Regions from separate parts of the Mus musculus genome. Here regions 1 and 3 are each linked to region 2. The links are chromatin contacts, called in public HiChIP or PLAC-seq and promoter capture Hi-C maps. All regions are on one chromosome and are shown on one strand. The core of a region is the stretch at or near the end of the contact, and the rest is flanking DNA. Distances in the headings are between cores, read along the strand shown.

The links. Promoter capture Hi-C pulls out the DNA fragments that hold promoters and counts their contacts. HiChIP or PLAC-seq counts read pairs in DNA pulled down with a chosen protein or histone mark.
Region 1: a contact with region 2 is called in an H3K27ac HiChIP or PLAC-seq map of VIP interneurons, with 6 times the contacts expected there. The contact joins the enhancer-like site here to the promoter of Fstl5 in region 2. A contact is called at or near these places in 8 of 39 promoter capture datasets (the C10 cell line, cranial neural crest, embryonic stem cells and 5 more) and 1 of 115 datasets of contacts at active chromatin or transcription factors (VIP interneurons).
Region 3: a contact with region 2 is called in a promoter capture Hi-C map of stem cell-derived epiblast-like cells, with 7 times the contacts expected there. The contact joins the enhancer-like site here to the promoter of Fstl5 in region 2. A contact is called at or near these places in 9 of 39 promoter capture datasets (the 3T3-L1 cell line, the C10 cell line, the HPC-7 cell line and 5 more), 1 of 484 Hi-C or Micro-C datasets (cerebellum), 1 of 115 datasets of contacts at active chromatin or transcription factors (astrocytes) and 1 of 9 other capture datasets (adipose tissue).

What each region holds. Positions count from the first base shown.
Region 1 is chr3:77,081,891-77,085,319 of GRCm38.p6, forward strand. No RefSeq gene overlaps it. Among named protein-coding and RNA genes, the nearest start is that of Gm23644, 22 kb to the right of the region's middle. Within about 2 kb of position 1,806, at least 1 of the 459 cell types and tissues checked has an H3K27ac peak or open chromatin away from gene starts, as enhancers often do. A contact at or near this core is called in VIP interneurons, where this site is marked.
Region 2 is chr3:76,073,154-76,076,648 of GRCm38.p6, forward strand. Fstl5 (follistatin-like 5) reads left to right here and starts at 1,408. Exons shown (of 16, transcript NM_178673.4): 1 at 1,408-1,821.
Region 3 is chr3:78,061,424-78,064,847 of GRCm38.p6, forward strand. No RefSeq gene overlaps it. Among named protein-coding and RNA genes, the nearest start is that of Gm36288, 350 kb to the right of the region's middle. Within about 2 kb of position 1,333, at least 3 of the 459 cell types and tissues checked have an H3K27ac peak or open chromatin away from gene starts, as enhancers often do. A contact at or near this core is called in stem cell-derived epiblast-like cells, where this site is marked.

The sequences.
Region 1 (3,429 bases), core at 556-3,055, 1.0 Mb after region 2:
CTCTATCTCTTTCTCTGTACTTCCTTTAAATAGGAACAAATCGGGGTTAAAAATTTTTAAGATGGGTGGTTGGCCCCTACACTCAACTGGGGACCATGCTTATCTACTGGAGATGGTCTCTAGAGATTTTTTCTCCCCTTTGTTAGGTATTTAGGCTAACATCCTCCCTATTGGTCCTGAGACCCTCTTGCTTCCCTGGTATCTGGGACTTTCTAGTGGCTACCCCCAATTCTCCATCCCTCACTCTTACATACCTTCTTTCAATTTCCTGACCCTCTGTACTTCTCCCCTGTCTCCTTCCACAACTGATTCATCCCCCTTTTCCCTCCCCTTTTCTATCCCTCCCATGTTCCTCCCTCTACTGCTCCTGATTATTTTGTTCCCCCTTTTAAATAGGACTGAAGCATCCACACTTTTGTCTTCCTTCTTATGATTCATATGTTCTGTGGGAGTTGTATCCTTGGAATTCCAATATTTTGAGCTAATATCCACTTATCAGTGTGTACATAACATGTGTATTCTTTTGTGACTGGGTTATCTCACTCAGGATATTTTCTAGTTCCATCCATTTACCTGCAAATTTCATGAAGTCATTGCTTTTAATAGCTGAGTAGTACTCCATTGTATAAATGTACCTTATTTTCTGTATCCATTCCTCCGTTGAGAAAAATCTGGGTTGTTTTCAGCTCTGGCTATTATAAATAAGGCTGCTTTGAAAAGAGAAAAGCATGTGTCCTCGTTATATTTCAGAACATCTTTTGGGTATATGCCCAGGACAGTATAGTCCTCAGGTAGTACTATGTCCTCAGGTAGTACTATGTCCAATTTTCTGAAAAAGCACTAGAGTGATTTCCAGAGTTGTTGTTCCAGATTGCAACCCACCAGCAATTGAGGAGTGTTCCTCTTTTTCCACATCCTTGCCAGCATCTGCTGTCACCTGGGATTTTGATCTGAGCCATTCTGACTGGTATGAAACAGAATCTCAGGGTCATTTTGAATTGCATTTCTCAGATGACAAAGGATGTTGAACATTTCTTTCCATGCTTCCATTTTCATTGTTTCTCTTAGCTTGGGTATACAACTTTCATTCAGTTCTACGAAATATTAATTTCTTTATGTGTGTCTGAACCCAGTTTTCATTCAGTAGTAATTTCTTGAGTTTCCCCAAGTTTGTAAGCTTGCTGTTGATTCTGTTGTTGATATCCACCTTATATCCACAGTGGTCTGAGAGGAAGTGGGGTGTTATTTCATTTTGTTGTACCTGTTAAGACCTCCTTTTTGTTGCTGATTTGGGGGATAGTATAATGAGCTGCTGAGAAAAAGGTCTATTCTTTTTTATTTGGATTAAATATTCAGTAATAGCTGTTAGGTACATTTTATAGTGGAATGTTAGTCAAATAGCATGGCTACTCTGGGAAGAGATCACATCCAAAGATCTAAGTCTATGTGATTTGGCTAGAATTCAAACATGTCCTTATTATAGATTTAAATCCAAATAACAAAGTCAGTTTTACTTTCTAGAAGCAAGCAGCCATGTTTGGAAGTGATTTCTAATTGAGGGGTAAAGTGTTAAATTACAGAAAGATTCGACAAAATGAGCTAGAGATAGGTAGGATATGCCCAACTCATACAAGAACGACACAGAAAAGAGAAGAAACTTATGAGAGCAGAGTGGGGTTGGGGGTCACATTTTTAATAGGAAAGATTTACAGGCACTGGTTGAAGGTAAAGACAGAATATACCAGAGAAGGTAAAGAGCCAGACTATTAGAACAAATTGCCAGAGTTAGAGGCCAAAGAGAGCAATTCAGTCAGAAAATGAGAGAACCCAGTTTGAATTGTTCAGCTTGGAGAGAAATTCGGGCCAGAGCAGCTGAATTTAACCAGCCTGTCAGAATTCAGAAAGATTTAGAAAGAGTGAGTTTATTCTTCAGTAAGTGTCTGAGATGACAATTACACCCAAGGAGTGAAAGGTATTTATACATCTGGATTGAATAAGGGAGCTTGGAAGATTAGATTGTATGGGGACTAGAAATGTCCAGGGCTAGGTCTAGGGATAGTTAGAACAGAGAAGGAAACACACTGAGCTGATCCCAAGCCATGTATTCACACAGCTTGCAGATGGCTTTCATCACATCACTTTATCTTAGGAAATAAAAGTTAATTTTAGATCATTTGGTTTATAATATTTGTTAGGTCCAACATTTTTCTGTTTAGTTTTATTCTGGAATATCAGCCTATGGCTGAGTTACCAAATGCCACTGTTTGAGGGCAAATACATCATTTTAAGCTGCAGTAGTCTTTCTTTCTTAATCTCATGCAGTGAGAATTTTGGTTTATTAAGAACTCCAGTTATGTTATGTCATCATGCCTTTGTTTTAATCTCAGGTGTGGGATATCAGGCTGCTTCAGATTGTCCACATTCACTAACTGTAATTTTTTCTCATGATCTCAGAGAGGGTGTGATTTTTGCCAGCTGAACAGAGTCAATGTTGGGGATTCAGAGAACTCTTGAGAAGGTATAAATATGAGAGCCAGAGAGGGCTTGGGGCAGCGTTTGCTCCCTGTAATGCTTCCCATACTCCTGCAGCTGTCAGCTGCTGGTGGTTCCTGCTATTGTATATACTGCCTTCATTATTACTGAACTCTGGATTGCTAGGTTGCTGGATTACTGATTGCTGGTTGGAGATATTCTTATGACATAGATTGGACATGGCCCTAGGAACTCATTGGCTCTAGTCAGCAGGAAATAATCAGAAGAGATCTATGCCCCCTTTCCCCTCTAACCATCTAACCCTTCTCACCTACCTCGTACTGAGGGGTTGGAATGGATTGGGGTGAAGTAGGGGGGTAGATATTGTTAGGGCCTTGGTAAAGTATTAAGGCCTATATGGAATATAAAGCCCTGCACAAAATGTTTAGAACTAGGTAACACTTACCTGGCTAGCATGCCACTATAAGGAAATTTTCACATGTGTTTCAGTTGTTACTAGGAAACGTTCTAATGTTCCACATTTTGTTATTATCTGTGCATTGGAAACCACTCATGATAAAAGGCAATAGAACTGTTTTTTATAATTACCCACAATATGCTTGAAACTAAAACAACCACCCAAGAGAACTTCTTGTACCTGTGTATAAGCTTTAATGGTTTAAACTGCCTTTGGGCTATATCCCAACATAAGAGATACAGGTGACCCAATATAAGAAATTATTTGGAATAAGGTTTCCATTTTGAGTAGATGTCAGGGAATGTTTTAGTTCCCAGACCTCCCTGGGAGCTGACAACTTACCTGGCAGAGAGACATGTATGTGGTTAACTGACATTGGCAAGTTAACACATGAATGTTAGACAAGTACCATACAAGTAGACAAGTTAGAGCATCAGTATTAGACAAGGCAAAACCCCTGCCTTGAATACATTGACTAA
Region 2 (3,495 bases), core at 158-2,657:
CATTTGCCATTTATATATTAACATAAAGTTGGTAGTCGCCAGAGGAGACCAAAGCATGGCAGATTGCTCTGCATCTGAGAATTATTGTCTTTGTTTGTTAAAGATGCTTTCCCAGGAAACCCAAGTTGATCATCTAATTAACGTTGCTGGGAACACAGGAGTGGTCCCAGTGAGAAGTTTGCTTAGATTCCTGGAAAACGATGAAGAACTCGTGTAATCCTGTGGAAAATAGCACATTTAATAGTAGGTGTTTTTTAAAAAAAATGATACACATTTTATGAAAAAGCTTTATGTAATTAAAAATCGTGGGCTTAGTTTTATATACTACTTTCTGTTCAATTAACACTAGGTGTAGGAAGTTTGTGTGGAAGGTATGGGGCTGTACCTGGAGTGGTTTTTTTGTTTGTTTTTGGTGGGTTGTTTTTTGTTTTTGTTTTTGTTTTTTTTTGTTTTTGTTTTTTTTGGTTTTTGTTTCCTTCACAAGTCAGAGATCACTGTGGATGTGACCTGTCTGGGCCTCTTCCTTTGTCAAAGTCCTTTTTGTAGCATCCTGGGACAAGGAAGATCATACACACTGAGAGAACTGCTAAAAGCTGTGACACTGCTTCCAGCCTGTTCCATCTTTCATAGAACAAGTGATGTATCGGACATAATAAAAACTGTACAAGCTTCTTGGTTTGGCGATGAGAGTTGAAGCTGAGAACTTTCAAACAAAGCATTATTAATATGAGCTTCTAAAATCCTGCCATCTCCAATTCTATGAAGCTTATCATAAACTAAACAGTCACATGGCAAAAAAAAAAAAAAAAAAATCCTGTTTCGGAGAGGTGGCAAGCATTACAAGCTTTCAAATACCCTTCCTGCGCTCAGATATTTTTAATTCTTTTCCAGTCAAGTTTCTGCAGCAGGGCCTCACTCCAAGAGCCCCATATAGGAGCAGAAGTCTGAATCAGGTACCCACCCACAACCAAATGAGAGAGAAAGTTTGGTCTGGAAGATTAAAGGGTCTGATGCATGAGACAGGACTGGATGACTTCTTGGTGCGCAGTTCTTTACCTCACAGTCCCATACTAGGAAGCCTGGTCTCCCTAGCGGGCTGTGAGGTCGCAGAGTCCCGGGATCCGCGGTCCCAGCGAAGGAGGAGGCGCAGACACCGCCGCAGCCTTTATAGTTTCTGCTGGGCTCCGCGAATGGAGCATAAAGTCCGACCAATGCCCAAATGCTGATTTTAATCTTGAGTCTGGTCCTCTGGATTGCGGTAGCTGAACCCATCAGAAGCCCAGCCAAGGGGCCGCCCCTCACCTCCTGGAGAGTTAATATGCAAAACAGTTACGTCAGATGTGGGGGCGGGGCACACCGGGGTTGACGGGCAGCCTGGCTTTTGCGGAGGGAGGAGGCGCGAGAATCATCCTGGTTCAGTGACTGAGACAAACTGGACGTGAGCGGAGCTGGTGCTGTCCACAGAGTGTCGGTGCTGAACCCCGGGTGTAAGGGATCGCCTGCTTGGGCACCTGGAGGCAACGCCCACTGGAACCCTATGTGCCCAGTGGGACCCGCTTCACCACAGGACCCAATTTAACTTGACAAAGGAGTGCGACTCGGACGTGGGAGAGACTCCTATGTTTGCAATCTGGGCGCCCACTCAGGCGTGACTTTGGAGATTCTGTAGTTCTAACTCAAAGTATTTGGATTTTTTTTCCAACCTAAGAGGATCTTTTCATCGTTATTATTTTTCTTTTTTCTTTTTTACACTGTGACTCATATTTTCACATCATTTAGAAATCTTTTTGGAGGACTTTTTTGTTTTTTACTTCAAATAAGGTAAGAATAGAATATTGTTATAAATGATTGCAAGTGGGTGAGAAATGCAGGCAGCCGTGAAAAAATTTAAAAATAAGTTATTTTTATTTCTATAATTTGAGACAGGACTTTGGAAATAATTATAAAAATTAATAATTTGATACAATAGAGATGCTCTTCTAATAATACTGAAGACCACGATTATTAAAGTGTTAAGGAAGTTGAGAGCTGTCTGTTTTTGTGAACTTAATGTCATGATACATCTTGCTTTATCAGTGTAAATATTTTAGATGAATACTTGTAGTGTGGCTTGGGTTTGTAACTGTTCAATATCAAGCCCACAAATATGTGTATGGATGTGATAAAAATTTCCAAGTTCTTTAAAATGCATTTAATTTAAAAGCATATTTGAATGACCTACTGTTTGCATAATAAATAATATTTTGTGTGTCTGAAACATGAATTGCAAAGTGCTGAGCTTGTTAACATGGTTTGGAGGGGAGACGGAAGGGATAGGGCTATTTCTGCCAGGCTGGCTTCATTTACATATGTTGTTGTGCAGCGGGTGCAAATAAAACTAGTGAAACTCAGTCTGTGAGGATTTCACACCCAAGGTCCTGTGAATTTCCAAGTTGGGGACTGCTTGTTCTGCTATTTCCTAGTAGATGTCATCTCTCCCCAGCCCGTCAGGTCAGAGGTGAATGCAAATGAGATACTCTGATTTAATAATATAGTATCAGCTTACATTATAGTGTTGACTGCTTAGGTGATTGAGTGAGGCAGGTAAGCTTGGGTTGAGAAGATGTCTTGCTATTTCATCAACCTTTAACCTCTTGCATGCTTAACAGAGAACGTTTTTGACTTAAAAGGTTTCACGTGAAGCTATGTTCCTTTTGTCATTTGGCAGTGTGATCTGAGTGTGTTTTGAAAGGAGAACTTGGTATGGATAAACACCATACAAGACTGCTCATAGTGAGCAAACACTAAATGGTGGAAGTTACTTGGTGTTCCCATAGATAGTGCTATTGTTCACACATGTATTAAACAGATGAGATATGTCTGGGAAATGGTGTGATTCTCCATTCATGGCATTCAGTGACATTAGATGGAGGAGAAAGAGTGCCTAGAAAAAGTCAAAGCTTGTTTCATTACAATTCTTGTGTTAATCGGAATAGGTGAGCTGTAGTGCTGCTTCCTACTTGACTGTCTGAACTCACCAAGCTGTGCACATCATCAAGGTGTAGTAAGTTAAGTTCATGTGTGTTGGATGTTAAAATGTCTTAGGCATTTGCACAATAGTTACATTAGAGTTACTGGGATGAAGTTTAGGTGCATATGGTTTTAAGTCATTCATCTGAGTAGAGGTTTTTTTCATTTTGTTTATATCACAGCTTCTAGGGGAGGGATTGCTACAAGACATGCATATTGCTGCAGATTATCCTGAGCTAAAGTGAATCCTCTTACACTGTTACCTGTTTCTCACTTAACAAATATTCTTTGTAGGATTCATGCTAGTCATTAGTCCATGTGTTTAAATGTTCATACATAAATAAAAATTTGAACAAGTAGACTCATAAAGCAACGTCATTTATCACAACAATAAATAAGACACATGAAGTAAGACATGCCTGGAAGTTTTGATAAATATGACTTTGTTTTATGAAATTGTTTTTCATCACTATTCATCATAAATTT
Region 3 (3,424 bases), core at 83-2,582, 2.0 Mb after region 2:
GATAATTGATTTTTTTTTTCGTCTTTTGTGTCACTGAGTTCAGACTACATAGAAGGGAATGGAGAAGAAAATTAATCATACAAGGATTATGCCATATTTTAGAGAATATGAACTTTGCATGTACATATGTGTGGATGTTCTGTGTGTATACATGTGTGAATACATCCATGCATATATGTGTGTGTGTGTGTGTGTGTGTATCTGAGTTTGAGCACATGTATTTTTTCTCTCTTGCTATAAACTATATCAGTAAAGATTGCTGTCAAAGCATTTTACTATTGAACTTTTCTTTATCCAGGTCTGAATGATTTAAGGAACAATGACACTAGACCTGTCATGTTCAAGAAATGGTCTCAAACAAGCACAACCACAAATCCTTTAAAAAAAGGTCATGGCTGATGCAAAAGCCAATAGAAATAGGAGATTATGTTAGGCAGACTTTTTGTCCCTGTGACAAAATGCCTGACAGGGATGATTTAAAGGAGGGAAGATTTATTTCTTATTTTTTTCTCATATTTTCAGAAGTTTTAGTCCACTGCAGTGAAAGAACAGAGTGGAGCATAGCACCTAACATTACAGGAATAAAAGGTAGAGAAGAGGGAGGATGGGAGGATGTGCTTATAGGACTTTGCTCTTTCAGGTCCAACCCCTCTTATCTATGCTGGGCTTCACTCACTCCATTGCAAAAGGCAAACCAAATTCAACAAGTTTTTACTCCTTTATTCTGGAAACACTCTCACATACACAGCCAGAACTTACTACATGACTCCCCTAAGAGCTTCTCTGTTCAGTTGACAATCAAGATTAACCCGTCAAAGACAGGCAGATAAAAACGAGTATTAATGCAGATTTCTCCAAATATTTATTTTTGTTCTTTTTCATGTCCACTATCTAAGTGATATTAAAAGAATATGCCAACTATATTTTATTTTAATAATTAATAATTTAACAACTAAGCAATACTTATGCCTAATATTAGGTATTTTGCTATGAATTTTGACTATATTACTTCTTCTATAAAGGCAGTGCTGAGTGCTTCATATATTTACCGACTAGGAAGAATTTCTATATTGTTGCTTCTACCTCATTTTTGCCCTTCTCTCTCAGACTTACTTTGAATGGGTATGTGACTTTCTGCCTCATAATGCTCTTCTTATATAATCATATTGCCTTTGAAAAGGTCATTTCAGAACCTTTTGGAAAATTCCATCAGACCCTTCTCCTCCTGAAAGGGAAGGCTAATTAACATTCAGCAGGACAGACAGGACCTGCAAGTGGGGGAGGCCTAGACCAAATAAACACATTCCGCAGGGCAGACAGACCATAGGTCACCTGCAGGGGGTGGGGGTGGGGAGTCTAGAGCATGTAACATTCTGCAAGACTGACTCTGCCACCTCATTCCCTAGAGACCAATCAATTGAAAAGTCACAATGTTCTGCCAATCACATTGTGCCTAATGCTATGTATGAAAAACTGTATAAAGACTGACCACATGGCCACACGGGGGCAAAGGAAGGGGGAGCGTCACTTTTTCTTCTTCGGGTGTAGGATGACCCTCATGAATTGGAACAATAAATTTCTCTTACTTTTTGCATCAATTCCTGGCTCCATGTGGTTCACTCAGGGGTTCCCCAGGTATGCTAAGGCTCTCTGTATTGAATTAATACAAGTAGCAGAACCGTTTGAAACCATTTGTGCCTTGATCTAAAAATGAATCATTTATTCATCTTTAGAAAACAACTGTAATATCTACCTTATACTTACAATCTTACATGTCAATTTTCTTTGCTGTTCTGCTTTAACAACTCAGTCTATAAACACCACTATAACCCATATCCAGCTACTCCAGCCAGCCTATTCATCCTTCTCCAGAGACTCCCTGACCCTACCTTCCATGTACCCTTCTGACTTGCCAGATCTAGCCTGGATCAGACATTCAGGGTTCATGCCCAGTCTGGGCACTACTATCTCCACTACAATCAAAGTCTAGGATTCTGAAAAGACACGACCTGACTGTCCTTAATGACAGGTCCCTCTCATACCCATAGGAGCTCTACATCCGGCCATATCTCCTTGTACACTCCAGGCTTGGAATAGAACATGCACCCTACACACAGGCTCAGTCTCTTTTGTCCACCTGAATTCATTCCACACAAGTCATTTCCAAACTCTGGGCCCAACCTACCTTCATTCACATTCTTTCTTCTTCTCCAACATGCTGTGTCCATACCAGATAGACACAGAATTAACAAGAGAAGTCAAAGAGGTCAAAAAAGAGAAAAAACAAAACAAAACAAAACAATGAAATTAGGGGAAAAAGGACAAAGAGAACAAATGCCTGAGTAACATCCAAGAAAACACAAGACATCATAGAAATGATCGAAACAATCCAAGACATGAAAATAGAATTCAAAAAAACAGATGAACACATAAAGCTGGTGAAAATCATCAAGTGACCTTTTTGGGTAAACATGAAAAATGGGAATAAAGTCTCTGAATAATGAGGAATAAGAATAATGAGGAATAAGAGGTATAAAAACATGAAAATAAATGTAAGGATGTCTGAAAAGTTTCCAAAGAATCACACTATTAACTATTTACTTATAATACACATAATTTGCCTATGATATATACAAGTTATATCTATCTATACCTCTAACTCTATATCTATGTATGCATGTGCGTGTATATATATACACACACACACATATAATTTTTCAAATGAAAATTTTCCATCTTAGTTGACAGTGCTCCTTCTATGAGTCAAAGACTATCTAACAAAAATCCCAACACTTGGCACTAGAAGCCTTCTTTTAAGTCATTAGTCAGATTTATTCAAGAAATGCCTAAAATAATACAAGACATAGTTTTACCTTTGTTTCACTTTTTACTGTATAAAGTACATTCCTATTGCAGTTCAGAAGCAGGGCCCAGAGACCTGAGCTAGAACTGACACGAAAGCTTCCTCTCAGAGTATTAGATTTCATGATACCAGAAGGCACCAAAGCTTCTAAAGGAGGGAAACAACCAAAACACCTATGCACATATGTTACCTATAAACTAAATCCATGTCCAGTATAGCATGATAAAACAGAACATTCACCACTGACACTCATACCTTGGCAGTAACCAACTGCTCTCCAATTGAATTAAAATCAAGCTTAAAAGAAGGAAATCATGCCTTTTAGGAGAAATCTAGCCAACTACAAAGGGATAGTAAAGTCTTAGATATTGGAGAAGAAACTACAAGCAAACCTGCCTAAACCAGCACACTACCTAACTACACTATAAATATTTTTCTTATACTCATATAAAGCTCTTTTTGCAAATAATGGAGATGATTACAAGAGACCACAACCAAAGGAATAATTGTGGGATGAGTCCTAAAGAATGTATTTACAGTACAACCCCAACACCTAAGGCT